Linked DNA regions of Sus scrofa: all the other regions are linked to region 2. Evidence: chromatin contacts called from public Hi-C and HiChIP or PLAC-seq data. All regions are on one chromosome and are shown on one strand. Each heading gives the region's core, a stretch centred on a gene start, on an enhancer-like site or on the middle of the called end of the contact. The rest is flanking DNA. Distances are from core to core; before and after follow the strand shown. Region 1 holds the start of UBE2QL1 (ubiquitin-conjugating enzyme E2Q-like protein 1). Region 2 holds the start of NSUN2 (tRNA (cytosine(34)-C(5))-methyltransferase). Region 3 holds the start of MED10 (mediator of RNA polymerase II transcription subunit 10).

The links. A called contact is a pair of places that touch in the nucleus more often than the background predicts. HiChIP or PLAC-seq counts read pairs in DNA pulled down with a chosen protein or histone mark.
Region 1: a contact with region 2 is called in a Hi-C map of skeletal muscle, with 4 times the contacts expected there. The contact joins the promoter of UBE2QL1 here to the promoter of NSUN2 in region 2. A contact is called at or near these places in 2 of 47 Hi-C or Micro-C datasets (liver and skeletal muscle).
Region 3: an H3K27ac HiChIP or PLAC-seq map of alveolar macrophages shows a contact between it and region 2. The contact joins the promoter of MED10 here to the promoter of NSUN2 in region 2. A contact is called at or near these places in 1 of 5 promoter capture datasets (liver), 2 of 47 Hi-C or Micro-C datasets (embryonic fibroblasts and heart right ventricle) and 1 of 2 datasets of contacts at active chromatin or transcription factors (alveolar macrophages).

What each region holds. Positions count from the first base shown.
Region 1 is chr16:75,473,007-75,475,760 of Sscrofa11.1, forward strand. UBE2QL1 (ubiquitin-conjugating enzyme E2Q-like protein 1) reads right to left here and starts at 1,500. Exons shown (of 4, transcript XM_021076776.1): 1 at 1,291-1,500; 2 at 1,150-1,288; 3 at 597-1,147. The coding sequence starts at 1,395.
Region 2 is chr16:75,334,154-75,336,937 of Sscrofa11.1, forward strand. NSUN2 (tRNA (cytosine(34)-C(5))-methyltransferase) reads left to right here and starts at 1,422. Exons shown (of 20, transcript XM_021077095.1): 1 at 1,422-1,779; 2 at 1,895-2,052. The coding sequence starts at 1,678. It overlaps SRD5A1 (3-oxo-5-alpha-steroid 4-dehydrogenase 1), which reads right to left and starts at 1,285. Exons shown (of 5, transcript XM_003134156.6): 1 at 788-1,285. The coding sequence starts at 1,068.
Region 3 is chr16:75,515,739-75,518,510 of Sscrofa11.1, forward strand. It overlaps MED10 (mediator of RNA polymerase II transcription subunit 10), which reads left to right and starts at 1,254. Exons shown (of 5, transcript XM_013982820.2): 1 at 1,254-1,462. The coding sequence starts at 1,341.

The sequences.
Region 1 (2,754 bases), core at 250-2,749, 140 kb after region 2:
GGGGGGGGGAACCTTTGTGTGTGTGGCCGGACAGGAGCCATAAACTAGGCTGGACTTTTAGATTCTGAGGTCCACGCAAAGTTCCACTCTGCGGGAGATGACAGGGACAGTTGGTGGGGAGAAACCAAGGCGGGGGGGGGGCGGTAGAGGGAAATGGGAGGGGTGGGGGAGAGGAGACGGGGGGGGGGGCCGAGATGGAGGAACGTGGGGAGGTGGCGAAGGGGGGAGGGCAGGGGGAGAGGCGGGCAGCGGGTTAGGACTTGAGCACAGAGGGTAGAGGGGTAGAGTGAGAGGGGGCATAGGGGAGAAAGCGGAGGAGAAAAGGGCGAGGAGGGTGTTCGGGGAGGGAGAGGGCACATCCTAGAGGGATGGGGAGAGGGAGCAAGAGGGAGACCCGCAGGGACTGGGCAGCGCACGCGGGATGCAGAGGTGGAGAAGGAAGAAGGCGCTCCCGGAGGACAAGTGGAGGCGCCGGGAACGTCGCCCCTTCGCAGGCAGGTTTGGAAGGAGCGCCGCGCGCACCAGGGGCGAGCGCAGCCAGCCCCGCGCGCCCAGCCCCGCGCGCCGCGCGCGCCCCCAGCCCCCTGCCCGCTTACCTGGCCCTTGACCAGGCTGGCGGCGAACTGGCGCATGACGGCCTCCACGGTGTAGGCGCTGGACCAGCCGCGCGGCGTGAGCAGCTCCATGCAGATGGCGCCGCCGTCCAGCACGTAGCCGTTCTCCAGGCGCGGGCTGAGCACCCGCATGAAGGGCGGCGAGAAGGGGAAGTTGTCGGGGAAGGTGAGGTTGAGCAGGATGAACTCGGTGTTGGTCTCCTTCATGTCCTGCCACAGCACCGAGTCCTTGTCCACCTGGTGCAGCTTCACGTTCCAGTCGAAGAGGCTCTCGTCCACCAGCTCCACGGAGATGAAGCGGTCGCTGAGACGCGCGATGTCCTGCAGCTCCTTCATGAGCCGCCGGCTGCGCACCTGCGTGCAGTGCTGCTGGCGCGCCGCGGGCACCAGGCTGCCGCCCCCCGCCGCCGCCGCCGCCGCCGCCGCCACCGCCGGGCCCGGCCCCGCCCTGGCGCCCGCCGCCCGCTCCCGGGGGCCCCCGGCGCCCGCCGCCCCCGCCGCCCCCGCCGCGGGCTGCGGCGGCTTGTCGCGCGGGCCAGCTCCGCCGCGCGCTTGCTCTTGCCCTTGCCCGGCCCGGGGCTGGCGTCGCCCGCGCCCCCGGCGGGGTGCTGCTGCTGGGGCTTGTGGCCGCCGCTCTTGGCGCCGCCCTTGCCGCGCAGCGACGCGCTCTGCTGCCGCCGCCGCCGCCGCCGCCGCCGCGGTGGTTGTGGTGGTGCTTGGGGTCCTCGGTGTCCCGGTTGTGCAGGCGGATGAGCCCGATTTTGCGGAGCAGCGTGGCCATTTTAGGCTCGGCGCCGGCGGAGAGCTCCCCTAGGCTCCTGCTCCCGGATCCCGAGAGCCGGGGCGGGGTGGGGGTAGGGGGCGCGGGGCGGCAGCGACCGGCGACCACTCAGCGGGGCGCGGCGCGGGCCACGCCGGGCGCCGGCGGCCGTGGCGCAGCCGAGCGGGCAGCACGCGCGCTCGCCGGCTCCTGGGTCGCCGCTGTCATATGACGGGGCCCGCTCTGGTTCGGGCTCCGGCCGCCCGGGAGGGGAGGCGTGGAGGGGACGCGGCGCGGCTGGCCGTCCACTGGCCGATCCCTGGACGCAGCCCCGAGAGCCCGGTGTCCGCGGTCCTTTGTGCGCGGCCGCAGCCGGGCTAGCTTCGAGTCCGAGCGCCGCGCCGGGGCGCGCAGAGCCGTCCGCAGCGCCCCGGAGGCAGCGAGGTGGCCGCGGGCTCGCGCCGTGCGCGCCCGCCGGGCCGTGCCGCGCTGGCGGCTACTGCGGGGCCCGGGCCGCTGCCGCTGCCGCTGCCGCTCGCGTCGCCGCCGCCGCCGCCGCTGCGGCTGCTGACATTGCAGAGGCGGCTGCTCGGTCTGAGCCCAGCGCGGCGCGGAGGGGGCGGCTCGGCTGGCGGGGGGGGGGGGGGTGGGGGGGCGCGGGGCGGAGCCGCGGGCCTGCCTGCGCCGTGCCGCCCCCGCCGCCTGCCCGCCCGCCCGCCTGCCGCCCGGCTCCCGCGGCGACACGCTAGCGGCCGCTGGGGGGAGACATCGGCGCGCGCCCGGGCGGCCGGGCGCCGGGCTGCGAGGTAGCGGCGGGGGGAGCCGGCAGAAGTGGGGCGAGGGTGGGGAGTGGGGTGAGAAGGGGCTCGCGTGTGCGCAGGTTAATGAGGATCTCCATGGCTCCCGGTCCTTCTGCCCGGGATCCAGGCTCAGCCCCCGGCCCGGCCTCCGATCTCACTTAACCTGGTTAGAAAAAGCCGGAGGGGAAGGGGTGTCGGAGAAGAGTGGAAAGCAACCTGTTTATTGATTCCCTCGCACCCGATGGAGCCCGGTGTCCTACACTGTAACCCTGGGCCGGGGTCTGGGGAACCAGCGCTTTCCCAAAGACAGAGCAAAGAATCAGGGCCTGGGGATGAGGTCGCGGGAAGCATCCCCGCGGCAACCTCGAATCACGACGTTAAAGGGTGAATTCACCCCTGCGGCCGGGCCAGCTCCTCTGCAGCCCGCCACGCCGGAGGGTTCCTGAGTTCCGAAAAGGGGAAGACGCAGCCGCGGGGCATTGGCTTGCGCGGCGGGGGAAAAGCGTCCAGTGCTGGCGCCAGCGGATGCTCAGGGCGCGCGGCTGGGCTTCTGAGGCCCCGGAGTCCCCATTACCCGCGG
Region 2 (2,784 bases), core at 172-2,671:
AATGACAGAGGTCAAGTAAGTGAACCCAGCCCAAGTTCACAGAGTAAGTGAGCCCAGCCCCCTCTCGTGCAGAGAACACCTTTTTGAAAACTGGGCAGCCTTCTGAAATGTGAATAAACATTTTTAATTTTAAACTGGTTAACCATTTGGTTCAGCTGTGCAAACACCCAAGCCTAAGAGCCAGAGAGACACCCAACTTATCAGAGGTCCTGAAGAGTTAGACACAGCCACTGAACAGTCTTCGCAAAACCAGGCAGAGGAAAGTCACTTTGTGCTTAAGGTTATTTCTTGGAAATTCCCTCCCAGAACCCCGAGGGCCCCTACGGAAGGTGGAGGCGAGCGTCCCAAGCGCATCCCTTCGAGCCAGTGCAGTCTGTTCAGCGGAAGGGGAGATGGGGAGCGTTTTAGGAAACCGGGCTTTCAAGTTGCGGGTGACCATTTATTTGGCTGGTGAAAGCTCTACCCGCGCAAAAGGACCAAAGTGGAACAGTAGAAATGAGCACACTGGGAGAGGGAACCAGGCCCTGGGGCACAGGCAGAAGGAACCCGCGTGGGGTGGCAGGGAGAGGGCAGGGCCAGGGGGTGCCAGGGATGGGGCAGCGCACCGGGGAGTCTCAGGGTAGGGGCAGCGCCTCGGGGATGGCTGGGAGGGGGCAGCGCACTGGGGGTGGCAGGGAGAGGCGCGGGGCAGCGCACTGGGGGTGGCAGGGTGGGGGCACCCCGGGGTGGTAGGGACCGGGCGGCGCACCGAGGGTGGCAGGGAGGGGCGCGGGGCAGCCCGCCTTACCTTTGCGCGTAGTGGATGAGGAACATGGCCAGGAGGATGCAGTTGGGCCAGCGGCTGAGGCGCTCGGCCGGCGCGCCGGCGCACGCGAGGATCGGCAGGGCCAACGAGGGTAGCTCCTGCACTGCCCAGGCCGCCCGCGCGGGCAGCCGAAAGGCGGAGCGCGGCGATGCGTAGCGCCCGTAGGGCGAGCCCACCAGCTTCAGTATCACGTAGCACAGGAAGGCCAGAGCGCCCTCCAGGTAGGCGAGCGCGTCCAGCAAGAACCGCTCGGCCGGTTCCATTGTGGGGAACGGCAGGCGTGCTCCATGGCCCGCCGGCCGCGACCCGCCACATATAGCGCGGCGTCGGGGGCGGGGGGAGGGGGCGTCGGGAGGCGCGGTTACCCGAGGTTGGCGCCCGCGGCCGAAACCACCGGCTGGGATCCGCCCCGCGCGGGCAGCCTCGAAGCGGTACGTGCGCGGATTCAGCGGAGCAGACGGGTCCCGGGCACGTGCCGCGGGCGGGGCGGGAGGCGGGCCTGCAGCCCTGGCCCCGCCCACTCCGGCCCTGCCCCTCCTCCATCGCCGCGAGGCGCACGCGCGCCCTCGGGCTGTCCGCAGCGCTGCCTGAGCCCGCGCGGGAAGCCAGGGCGCTCGGCGCGCAGGCGCCTTTCGGCCTCCTCTCCGGAGCCGCTTTCCCCACTTTTCTCCTGGGGGCCGTCGGCGTTTCCTCTCGCCCGCTGTTTTCTGGGAGCACCGATCGCGACACTTTGGCTCGTTTCTCGAAGGCCCTGCACGTCCCAGAGAGGCGCAGGCGCAGACCCGCGGGGTCCTCGAGCTGCAGCCCGGAAGTGCTCGCGGCCGGTCCTGGCGGGTCGGTGTGTGAGGGCGGCGTGCGCGGCCGCGTGGGCCATGGGGCGGCGGTCGCGGGGCCGGCGGCTCCCGCAGCAGCAGCAGCAGCGGCCCGGGAGCGCGGAGGACGGCGCCGAGGGCGGCGGCAAGCGCAATGAGACGGTAGGAGCTGGGGTGAGGGCGGCGAGGGCCCCGGGTGGGCCTCCCTGGCCCTGAGGCCTGCGGGGGTCGAGGGGCGGCTCCCCGGCCCTGGGTGGACGTCTCTTTCCTTCCTCAGGGCTGGGAAGGCGGGTACCCCGAGATCGTCAAGGAGAACAAGCTGTTCGAGCACTACTATCAGGAGCTCAAGATCGTGCCCGAAGGAGAGTGGGAGCAGTTCATGGAAGCGCTCAGGGAGCCCCTCCCGGCCACGTTAAGAATTACTGGCTATAAAAGGTAGGGGGTCGTGCCTCTTGTATTTCGTGTAAAACTGGTGTAAAGATGCCCAAATTAAAAACGAGGGTGTCTGTCCCGAAAAGTGCCTGCGAGCGGTGTGGGTTCTAGAGTTTGGAAGCACTGAGGGGAGGGAGCACGTGTTCAACGGAATAGGGCAAGGGGGTGTTGCAAGTTGGGAGGCTAGAACCAGGCATGAAAATGCGGTCTGAGAACGGGTTGGCTCCTGGGAGCTTGTGCGTTGAGGATGCCCACCGTTGGGAACAAACACATGAGAGTTTGTGCCACTACCACTAAGTAAGAATTTCGGCGTTCTCTCCTTGAAGAAATTCTTGTAGTCAGGTAACTGAGGGGGTGAGCTCGTTGCCCACTGCACAGCGGAGACAACAGATACCAAGGCAACGGTGTTTTGCAGAAAAAGACTTTTGCTCCTTGTGGGGCAGTCAAGCAAGGAGACAGGAGGCAATGCTCAGATCTGTCTCCTGGTCTGCTTTTGAGTGGCGGTTTATCATGGAAGTCAGGAGTAATGGGAGAGGAGCCCAGAAGTAACCAGGAGAAAATAAAAGTAAGTTTCAAGAGTTCTCTGTGCTGGGGACTCTCCTTCAGGCCACTCCCTGGGTCAAGTGTCCACTTGTTCTGTGTTCATTCAAGGGGGCTGTGTGTGAGCAATTTGTTTCCATATTTGAGGCTTCCTTGGTCTTCTGCAGAGGGGGCTTGGAGGTTTTATTAAGTCAC
Region 3 (2,772 bases), core at 4-2,503, 180 kb after region 2:
CCCAACTGAGGGACAAGGAGACTGTCTTTACTGGGGCCTTCATGCAAACTTCAGGTAGGTGGGCATTTGCAAAGACACTGCATTGTATGGAGCAGGGAGGGACTGACCCTTCGGTGGGAGGTGGCAGCAGTTAGTACTGGAAGCCTCCATTGTGGCACTGGGCTTAACATCACTGTGTGTGGCCTGGGCTGCTAATTCATTCTTTTAGGGATGGTAAGTCTACTGGAAAAGGGATGGGTCTGAGGCCCAGCTTGAGCTGCCTCTCAGGGTTAGGGCAAAGGCTGGGTGGCTCCAACAGGGACTGGCTGAGAGAGGGGCCAGCCCCTGGAGGAGCAGGTGGGGGTCTGCTGGAACCTGTATAGCAGCTTGCTGTTGTGGAATAAGAAGCTGATCAAGGAGCTCCCATTATGTCTCAGGGGGTAAGAACCTGATGTTGTCCCTGTGAGGATGTGGGTTCGGTCCCCAGCCTCCGTCAGTGTGTTAAGGATCCAGCATTACTGTGGATATTATTACAGCATAGATCACAGATGCAGCTCGGATATGGTGTGGCTATGGCTGTGGCATAGACCTGCAGCTAGAGCTCCAACTCAACCCCTAGCCATATGCCAAGGGTGGGGCTCTAAAAAGAAAAGCAGCAGCAGCAGCAGCCAAATCCTTTCCTGCTTTCCCGCAGGCAGTTGTACCTGTGCATAGGAACCACAGGAAGGGATGAATTCTGAAATCTTAAAGATGGCTCGTGCCAGGGGGGCAGGATTTCAGGTATCTTCTCCCCCTCGTTATAATTTTCTTTATTATTTTACTTATTTACAATGAGTACCTGTTATTTAAATATTCAGTAAAAATAGTCATTTTCATGAAGGAGTCAAGCTACTCTTTCCAAGTGCTGCCCACTGGGTTTGTTGAGATTTATCTACTTTAATCTCAAGAAACAGGTCTCAATCTTAGCCCAACTTTACGGACGAGAACAGAGGCTCACAGGGTAGGGAACCCGCCCTGGGCCAGTGAAGGCAGAACAAGGTCTCATAGGTCCTCAAGGCTGGCTCTTTGCGGCCGCACGCGGATACCGAGAACCAAAACCCGCGGTTTGCAGCTCACCCGGCCGCTTAGGGCTGTTGGGGCGGGGCCAAGAGGACTCCGCCCGCTCTGCACTCAAGCCCCGCCCCCGACGCAGGCCTCTCTCTAGGCTCCAGGCTCCGGGCCCCCGAGGCCCCGCCCCATCCCGCCCCGCCAACCAGGCCCCGCCCACTGCCCCAAGAGGAAACGGAAGTGGTGGAGACCCCGGGCGGAAGCAGGAAGCGGCGGAGCCGGACCACGCCCGCGGCGGTTCGGGCCTCGAAGCCATGGCGGAGAAGTTTGACCACCTGGAGGAGCACCTGGAGAAGTTCGTGGAGAACATCCGGCAGCTTGGCATCATCGTCAGCGACTTCCAGCCCAGTAGCCAGGCCGGGCTCAACCAAAAGCTGTGAGTGGCCACCGAGTCCGCCGGCGTGTCCTTGGGTCCCGCGGGGCAGTGTCTGCCTTGGAGCCGGGATGGGGAGCCGGGATCCGGCCGAGAGCCGCTGCCTCTCCCCGCCCTGCTCCGGCCAGGCTCTCCCGGCCCTCCGGGTCCAGGCTGTGCGGTGCGGGGGCGGGGCGGGGGCGGGGGCGGGGGCGGGGCGGTGCTAGCCTCTACCGCCTGTTGCCGGCCCTCCTCCTCCACTCTTTGCCTTGCTGGGACCTTTTTTCGAGGCCCCATTTGGAGCCGTTATCGAGGCCGGATAATGCAGTTTTCGTTTCTGGGGCCGTCAGAGGGAGGCATGCTTCATGATCTAAGGCTTTTCCCCTGGCACCTTCCGGGGCGTGCAGTCTCTGTGCCCCAAGGGGAGACGGGCTTCACCCACAGCGCGGTAAAATGGGCCCGGGAAGGTCTGGGCTCGGAAGCCACTTGCTGTCTAGGCCTGGATGCGGAGGAATCGGCGGGTGGTGGTGGTGGTGGTGATAATGATGAGAAAGGCCACGGAACGTTTATTAATTAATTTTGGCGTCAGCCTTGTGCTGGCCATCGTGCTAGGCCCTGGGGTAGACAAAAGGCAGATACGGATAGAGTGCTCTGGAGAGGGGCCCACAGCTTTGTAGAGGGTACGGGCATGTAGACATATTTGCACCCCTGCTTACACAGCCAGTACTGTGGGACCAGCCAGCTAATCTAGGAAGCTTCCGAGGGCCACTGAAATTAAGCCCCGCAGCCATGGTTTTCTTCCCCCACAGACTTTGAGGATGGATTCTTGAGCCAGAGTTCACTGCCTTGGTTATTGTCTGAAACCGCACACAAAATCACGTCCACCATGGGCGTTCCCCTTGTGGCTCAGTGGGTTAAGAACCTGACTAGTTTCTATGAGGATGTGGGTTTGATCCCTGGCTTTGCTCAGTGGGTTAAGGATCCTGGCGTTGCCCCAGTAGGTCACAGACCTGGCTGGCAGCTGGTGTTGCTGTGGTTCCTATCATACCCCCTAGTGTGGGAACTTCCCTGTGAGGCAGGTGCGGCCCTAAAGAGAAGAAAAAAAAGGAAAAAAATCAGCTACAACTCAGGGTGATTGTATTTGAGAGAGGGGTCATGTTTTTCATCAGATTCTCAAAAGTTTTCTGCCCTTACTCATATTGGTTCTTGCCCCCCAATATTGGAAATTCCTCATTTAAAAAGAAAATCAAGAGATATTTGAGCATCTTTATAACTCCGAAGCTTTCCTAGGAATTGTGTTGCTAACAAAGATCCGAGAGCCACGAGTGACCTGT